Linked DNA regions of Arachis hypogaea: region 2 is linked to region 1. A link is a contact called in public Hi-C data. All regions are on one chromosome and are shown on one strand. The core of a region is the stretch at or near the end of the contact, and the rest is flanking DNA. Distances in the headings are between cores, read along the strand shown.

Region 1 (4,450 bases), core at 1,529-4,028:
TTCTTCTTGTAGTTTCGTTATGTGTAAGATGTCTGATTGAGAAAATCTCTCACAAAGATAAACTCAAACAGAGGTAGCAGTGTTCAAGTATATAACACTTTGAGTAATGGAAGGAGAAAGAAAATGAAAAAGCCAGAAAAGCATAAAGTTGTTATAACGTTCCCAAGATGAAAAGAGCAGATCATCTAGAGGAGGAGAAAGTATTGTACCAATAAAAAAATCGTATTTTTTTTAGAAATAACTGTCATGGTGAATAATTTACTCCAAAAATGATAATTATTCTCTGTTAGAAAAGGAATAACAAGAATAAATATAAAATTTTTGTTGAGATGTATATAACAGGAATTAAATTGGTCTTTAAAAATATCCATGGTATGTAATAAAGAAGAAAAAGAAGATGGGAATGTTTGAACATTAGGATTTGAAGTTTTAATCATTGTTTGAGTATTAATACGACTGAGTATAAGAACCCGATTTTTCTATCCCAAAAATTTTGTTTATTTTCAATAAAATTATAATTTTTGTAAATAGATATATATGTGTGTGTTAGATAGATATTAAGACAGAAAAATTATAATTTAATTTAATTCGTCAAGTTTAGATTTTTTTCTGATGACAAGGTTCACTAACTTAAGATTTCCGTTATAATTAATTATTCTGCGGAATAATTATTATCACAAGTTAATCACCACCTCTTTAATTAATCATATGATGAATTAATTATAAAGAAGTATAGATATATTATTAGATTAATTAACCGTGAACGAAAATTTATTGAACCGATATTTTCCTTGGTTCAACTGAACCAAAACCCTTCACCCTATTAAAGGGACAACCAACTCTGATTAAAGCCACACCCCTCCTTGTTTCTTCCTTAACCGAACCCACAAGAAGCTTCCAACCATGATTACACCTCCTGATCAGCCAAGGTAATGATGAAGCATACATAGGTGTTGCATGGAGCAGAGACCAGCGAAGCCTTCACCACCTCTTCTTCTGACTATATAAGCACCACTCTTCCTTCCTTGAATTCACAGAAAGCAGAGAGAGGGCAAGGAACGAGGAACAGTCAAAGCACCAGTAAGCAAGAACAGGAGCGTTTTTCAAGTTTTCTGGCTCTTCATCAACCACAGCACCAAGAAAAGAAGAATGATAGCCAAGGAAGGAGCTGATCGAAGCTGAAAAGGGAGCTGCATTCCACTCACCCAACTGTTCTTCGAGCTTCTCTGCTAGGTGACGATAGCAACTTCATCTTCTTCCTTTCCTCCTCTAATTCAAAATTTTGATCCTTCCCTTGCTTCATTCTCCTAGTTTACTCAATTTCTGTTAACATAACTAGCATCACAAGCAAAGAGAAGTGAGTGATTTTCCCTCCTCTGTGTTTAATTTGGCCGAATGGCCTGGTGAAATGTAACCAAAACTCCTTGGAATGGTTAGGGTTCGGGTTCAAGGGAGAATCAGGGACAAGTTTTGTGCTTTTGATCAACAAAGAGGTAAGGGTTAGGATGCTAGTTTAGTCTTATATGTTACTGTTAGTTGTGTTTTCTTGTTTTGGATGATTTAGTGTGATTAAATATTGTAATTGTTGCTAAAATTACTACTATGGTGCCTTGATACTGTTGAAACATTGTTGATGTAAATAGCGTAGTGGTGATATTGTAAATTGTGGTATATTGTGCAGAATGTTATATCATTTGTGATATATATATATATATATATATATATATATATATATATATATATATATATATATATATATATATATATATATATATTGATTTGAGGCTCTTGGTGGGAATATGAAATAATAAGAATCAATTATGAGACAATTAAATTAGTGTAGGTTAGAGTTTTAAGGGGATTAAAATCGGTTATTGTATATTAGGGAGAGATACTGTAGAATTTCTGCATAATTTTGGACAGCAACTTGCCATGAGAACTGGGAGCAATCTAGACATATTTTCTACACCAATTGATTTTTCTAATAAATTCCAAGATGTCCAGATTGACCCATAAAAAGTTCAGAAAATTTTGCCAAGTAGTTTGGGAGATATGATTTTTCAAAATTTGGGGTTTTGTGCTGAAAATCCTGCTTCCAGTTTTCAAAACCGTGTCTTCTAGCCAATGTAACTTTTGATTTACGTAACATTTTAAGTTGTAACCAAAAGGATGATGAAATGTTGCTTGCCGAGATTTCAGAAACTGGTTTATGAAAACAGGTCACCATTTTCCCGCTGCATTAATTGCTCATATGAATTGATATGGAACTGGAACTTGTTTTGTTTTAAACTTGAGGAAGTCTAGTATACCTCCACAAAATTTCAGAAGCATTTAGTTAGAAATGAAATTTTGGTGATTTTTACAAAAGATATGTTACTTGTTGTTTTCTGTAGATTTTTAAGTGCAGGGGACAAACTTTTAAAAATTGTATAAAATTCATTTTTAATCCAAATGCTATAAAATTTATACCAAATTAAAGCTCAGGATGTAGAACAACGTTAACCTGAAAAACCAGATAAACAGTCAAGGTTTTCTTAGTATACCGTTAGTTTTCGAATCCTGAAATTTATTTTACATAGATAGCACACGCGTGGATATATAATTTACGCGATTCCGAGTGTGTTTGTCTTATTAATTATTAAATAGAAAAATAGTCACCAAGTAGGCGTTAATCTAAAAGAAAGAGTCAAAAGTATTGAATAATGATTAAAACCCAAAATGCCTTATACCCCAGTCAAAGAAACGTATTAACTGAGCAGAGACCCCGGGTAGGGAAAATGTACTTGCTGAGCAGAGTTGTTAAGTGGGGACACCTATTAGTAAGTGGTATCTGACTGATATGGGTTCGTCTGTATGGTACCCTATTTTTTACTTAATGCACATATGCTATAGCGATTTTATGATTATGGTTTTAGCTTAACTCACACGGGTAAACCTGTGATTTTGGTATCTAACTCAGATGGGTCCACCCATGTGATATCTGTGCTTACTGATTTAGTGGAAAAACCATATTCCGCATCCATTCCGGGTAACATGAGGCTGCGGATAGTCAACCAATGCGTGAGTTTATGATCTGCACTAGAAACAAGCATGCACCATCTTGTTTGCATATGTGAATTTCTTGTGATTGCTTATTGCAGTTTTCTAATTGTCTATGACTAATTCTATTTACCTGCTATATATTTGTACTCTGTTATTTTTATGTGACGATTTTTTATTTAACGAGAATTTAGAGACAAAGATCCTATGATTCCTTTTTTCCTGTTTTACTCTGTTAGGAACTTTAGGTTCTCACCTCCTTTCTTCTTATGTTTGCAGATATAGATAAACTTGGTTTCTTCCTATGTTTGCAGATAGAGATAAACTTGGCAGCTGATGACTTGAGTTTAGAGATGTCTGGAGGAGTTAGTGAAGAATCTTCGTAGGATCACTTTTGAGTAGATGACAGGCACTCTCTATCTGGATCTGTATGACCTTGATCCTTAGTGATACATTTCCCTCTCTTTTGATATTGTTTTGAGAAGTGTTAATTCATTATAAATCAACTTGCATCACTAGAATTTTTATGAAGAGTTTTTGAAGTTAAAATTGTCAAAGAAGAAGCAAAGTTTTAGTTGAATACAATAATCATCAATTTGCTAGATATTGCTAGAAGCTAATATATTGGAAGCTTGAAGATTTTTGAAGAACATTCAAGAGAATAGTACAATTACAACATTCTACAATATTAAAAAAATTCAAAATTAAATTGAATTGAAATTGAAGACCAAGCAATCTAAATTAGAAGATTATAGAAACTACATAAATATAAGTTGAAGGAAGATTCATGAAGACAACTCATAGCATAGTAGTCATTACAAAATTGATTTGTGATTCATAAATTATTATTTTAGTAGGAAGCATTGCCTATATAAAGGCACATATGCCTTGTGTATTGTATGTATGTTCCATGAAATGAAAAAAAAAAATATGATTATGTGAAGTCCTTCTTTGTTCTATTATTTCATATGAGTGTTGATGAAGTTGAGAGATGAAAAATATGATAGCGTCATTTATATGAGTGAGTGATCCTAGGGCCAATTGAAGTGTATCTTTATTGGCTATAGCACAGACTCAAAAGCATACAAGTTGTACAATCTAGTATCAAAGAAAGTGATCATCAGCAGAGACGTGACATTCGACGAGAAAGACATATGGGACTGGAACACAAAGATAGAAAAGCATCCGATTATAATTTCAAATACATGTGATGATGAAGAAGAAAGACAACCTGATGCAACCGAGCAACCAGAATCATCTAGAAGACCTCAAAGAGAGAAGAGACTACCAGCTAGATTAGCAGATTATGAGGTTGGCAATGACAACGATCCGTCTGATGAAGAAATCATAAATTTTGCTCTATTTTCAGATTGTGAGCCGTTAAACTTTGAAGAAGCCTCTAGAGATAACA
Region 2 (4,209 bases), core at 878-3,377, 740 kb before region 1:
TCAGGGTGAGATGAGTTAGAAGAGCTAGGGTTTTGGTGTTTTTTCCAAGGTTCTGAAAACCGAACCAGTCATCAAACCGCTCTAGTCATTGGTTCACTAGTTTATTGGTCCAACCGATCTAACCATGGTTCAACCGGAAAAACCGTTCCATAATAAAATAATAAATAAATTATAAATAAACATCCTAAATATCTTTGAAATTTAAAACCCTACATAAAATATCACCAATTAAATGTAATTAATCATCAAAATATGCAATGACTTGCTGCAAATTTGTTTACAATTAACATAATTATACTTCCATTAAAAATAGCTGGATTGAATTAAAATGCACAAGTTAAAGATAGAGAATATTGTCTTAATGTAGCTAAGTCAAAAAGTAAAACAAAAAATGATAGTGTTGCACAATAAACACACAACAGAGCCTGAAACAAACACACAACAGAGGCTGAAACAAAAACACAACAAAGCCTGAAACAAAAAAATCCAACACGGAGGACGGGTAGCAGGTCGGCAGAGATCAAGAACAGGGACAGTGCAACCAAACAATGAACAAAACAATGAAAACAGAATTTTTTTTATATAACAGAACAATCAAAACATGAATCATACAATCACTAATTGCAAATTTTTTCTTCATAAGAACAGAACAATGAAAACATGAAACATATAATAAATCAAAAGATCACCAATTGCAAATTTTTTACTAAGAACAGAAGTTAGAACAGTGAAAAATGAAGAAAGATTAACAGTTTTCAACCCAATTTTAACAAAGCTCATCACAATGATTAACAACAACAAAAAAAGCAATGAAGGAACAGTGAATCAGTAACATAGGCAGTGCAAATTCAAGAAACTTTAATAAAATTTAACTACAGAAACAGACAGTAAAGTAGTAATAGAGTTATAAATTTAAAATTTATCATCAAATACAATCAGTGAGCAAAACCAGTCAACCAAGTACTGACTGGGCATTCGGGAAAAAAAATCAAAAGAACGTTTAAATCACAGCAAAAACACAACAACAACAATAGGAACATTTAAAACAAAGCAACCCAAAAAAAATCTAAAAATCACCATTGCTGAAAACAATGATTTGATACGTGTATGCTCAAAGAATTAAAAGCTAAGCTTACAGGAAAGTGAAGAATACCCAAACCAAAGAACCTTCAATCACAGCTTAAATCAAGAACAGAAAATCACAACAAAAACAAAAAAAAATTAAAAGTAACAGAAGAAAAACAGAACAACAACACAAGAACAATTAGCAAATTAACAAGTTCACAATAACAGTTAAAATTTACCAGAAGAACACTAATGCAAGTGGAATCATCATGCTAATATGTTTTTTGCAAAGATGCTATTTGTGCAGCTAAAATTTCCTAATTACTAAGATCCAATTATTCTAATTTCACATGCAATCAACTTACTAAGTTTCTAAAAGCTAGAAATTATAAAACCTACCAGAAATATGGTTAAAGCATTTTATCAAACATGTTGAGTGCGGCAAAATTAAAACGAAATAAGAGAATTCAAGGCTTAATATCAATGTGATTTAGAAGAGAACATAACTATTGTAACTTTAATTCATTCTATGAAAAATCCAAACCACTACCAAATCAAATAGTTTCTTATTGTAATGGAAATCAGAAGTTGCAGAGTTTGAAGCAGAGTATTGGTGTTGTGTGAGTGTATTGTCTGGTGACGGGTTTAGGGAACTCACGGCGGCGACAAAAGAGAGCAGTTCGACGACTAGGTGGAGCGCGCGGGTTGGTCGCAGAGTTTGAAGCAGAGCAACGTGGCTTCCAGACGAACGCGAATGCGAACTCGAACGGTGAACGGCTAGTGAACGCGAACGGGGAACGGCTAGCGAACGTGAACGGCGAAGAACGCGAACGTAGACGACAGCTGAACGAAAGAAAGCAGCCGCGATCGGTGACAGCGAACAGGGGTTGAAGACTTGGAGCACGAGGGAAGCTAGATAGACGGACGGATGGAGAACTTTGAGTGCGACGGACGGCGTCAGTATGCCACTCCTTGCGGCGGTGGTGTAGGCTTACAGTGCTAGGGTTTTTTGGCTGGGTTTGTGTTATTTCTATCTGAATGAAAGAAAGAAAGGGAGAAAGCGAGAAAGAAACGGAGCTTCCGTTTTTGTGTAAACCGGGCGGGTTCAGGTTCGGTCCGACCTGCCGGTTCTTGGCCGGTTAACCGTTTCTCACCGGTTTTCTAAACAACGATTTTACATATCTGACCGAACTGCTAATGTTGCTGGTTCGCAGCTGAATCGGTCTGATTGATCGGTCCGGTTCAATTTTCAGAATATTGGTTTTTTTCTTTTTGGTGAGTTTTGGATTGAGGCTAGTGTAGTGTAGGATGTAGTTTCTTCTTTTAAAAAAAATACCCGATCTGAGTTGTATAAATCAGTCGGGTCACCCTTTTTTTTTTTTAAAACCTGCAAGGTTGACTCAAGTCTCTTTGAGTCTGATGGAAATATAGTTATTAGAATCGAATCGGTAATTAATTCGATCATATGACAGGGTTACTGGGTTATTGATTCAACCGATGGGTCACTTATTTATATGGTTGACTCGGTCATAATTAAATAAAAATAAAAAATTATAAAAATAAAATTAAAAATTAAATGCATGTTTTCAAAAAAATATATTAATGACAATCAAATACAATTCTTAGATATAATTTATGGTGTAAAAATAAATAATAAATTAATCACTAGTATAAAATACTTTATCAATTTAAATGAATGAGGGAAAACAAAAGATAACACAATCAATATTAATATATCAATATGTTTGTATATTATGTGTTGTTACTTGTTTGGTATCCATGTTAATCCATGCTTAAAAGAATAAAAAAATAAAAATTCATTCATGGATTATTATATATTTAATTTTTGTCACATATATTAATAAAAAAACAAAATGGGGCGCAATGGTTCAGCAGGGCGCGGGTGTATCGTGGACCCGCACGGTTCAGTGCGGTCTAAAGTGCGAACCGGTCGATTCTTAATGAATTTGACTATCGTTGATCGGTTCAATTGTAAGTTCGGTCCAATCCACCAAGCGAATTGGCCAGACCACCAGTTCATCAGTTTTTCAGTCGAATCGGTCAATCCAGTCCAATTCTAATAACTATGGATGGGAGCACGGTCCAACAAGTACTCAACTTGGTCAAGTGATCGAGTGAGCAAGTTTCCGATCGAATCAGACAAATTGAGTTGAATTTAATAACAATGCAATAAAGTGTAGGGTCATCAGTTATATCATCACATCTATGAAAGCTTAGATATTTTCCATGAAAATAAGTTTATGTTTTTTTTTAATTAAAATTTAAGAATTAAATTAGCAGCTTAGAATAGGGATGCCAAAACTCAAATCCTCATGAAGATTGTCTCAAATAGAGATTCAAAGATGAAGAATTTTTTTCTATGGAGATGGGGATGGGACCAAAATTCTTTCGAGACAGACGTGGGGATCCAAGTGAAGATCTTTACCTCATCTTGACTAATCTCCGAATTTTTAAATTTACTTAAATATCTTTAATAATTTTAATATAAATTTTTTAGTCATTTCACATACTATATATATTGAAAAACTTAACCCTAATTTCCAAAGTGTCTTCCCTTCTCTCCATAATACTAACACTATGTCGTCCCACTCTCCAGTCATCCCAAAAGGCCAAAACTCGCAAATCTCAATATCTCATAGCGTCACAACCATACTCCTCACCACTCTTGCTCAGTGCATATTGTGTCGTCACCCGATCGCTATCTTATTGTCTCTGATTGCGATGTCCTTTCTCGTTTTTACTGCTACGTGACTATGTCCTTGTATGTTGTAATAATGTTTTCTGATTTTTTTTTATTTTTTATTAGAACTTTCATATAAATGATCAATATAGAAAAATGGAGAATGAGGTCCCGTAAAGAATGGAGATTTGTGGAAAATAAAAATGGGGAACAATATTCTTCCATGACGAAAATTAGAGTGGGAATAAGGAACGAATCTAGGGCAGAGACGAAAAATAAATTCAGGACAGAAATGAAAAACGATAAGATATCTTTCACTCCGTCCTGTCCTGGTATCATCTCTAACTTAGAAAGTGTTACTTATTATTTTAAAAAAAATAATGATCTTATATAAGAGGTTTTTTTTATGAAATCAAAACAAAAATTTTATATCTATCAAAATT

Evidence for each region. Hi-C and Micro-C count contacts between places; a contact is called where the count stands out from the background.
Region 2: a Hi-C map of leaf shows a contact between it and region 1, with 9 times the contacts expected there. The contact joins the promoter of LOC112703211 here to the enhancer-like site in region 1. A contact is called at or near these places in 2 of 8 Hi-C or Micro-C datasets (both in leaf).

Annotation. Positions count from the first base shown.
Region 1 is chr7:60,424,024-60,428,473 of arahy.Tifrunner.gnm2.J5K5, reverse strand. No RefSeq gene overlaps it. Among protein-coding and RNA genes, the nearest start is that of LOC112703205, 12 kb to the right of the region's middle. Within about 2 kb of position 2,778, at least 1 of the 3 cell types and tissues checked has open chromatin away from gene starts, as enhancers often do.
Region 2 is chr7:61,160,329-61,164,537 of arahy.Tifrunner.gnm2.J5K5, reverse strand. It overlaps LOC112703211 (DEAD-box ATP-dependent RNA helicase 16), which reads right to left and starts at 2,127. Exons shown (of 16, transcript XM_025754561.3): 1 at 1,724-2,127.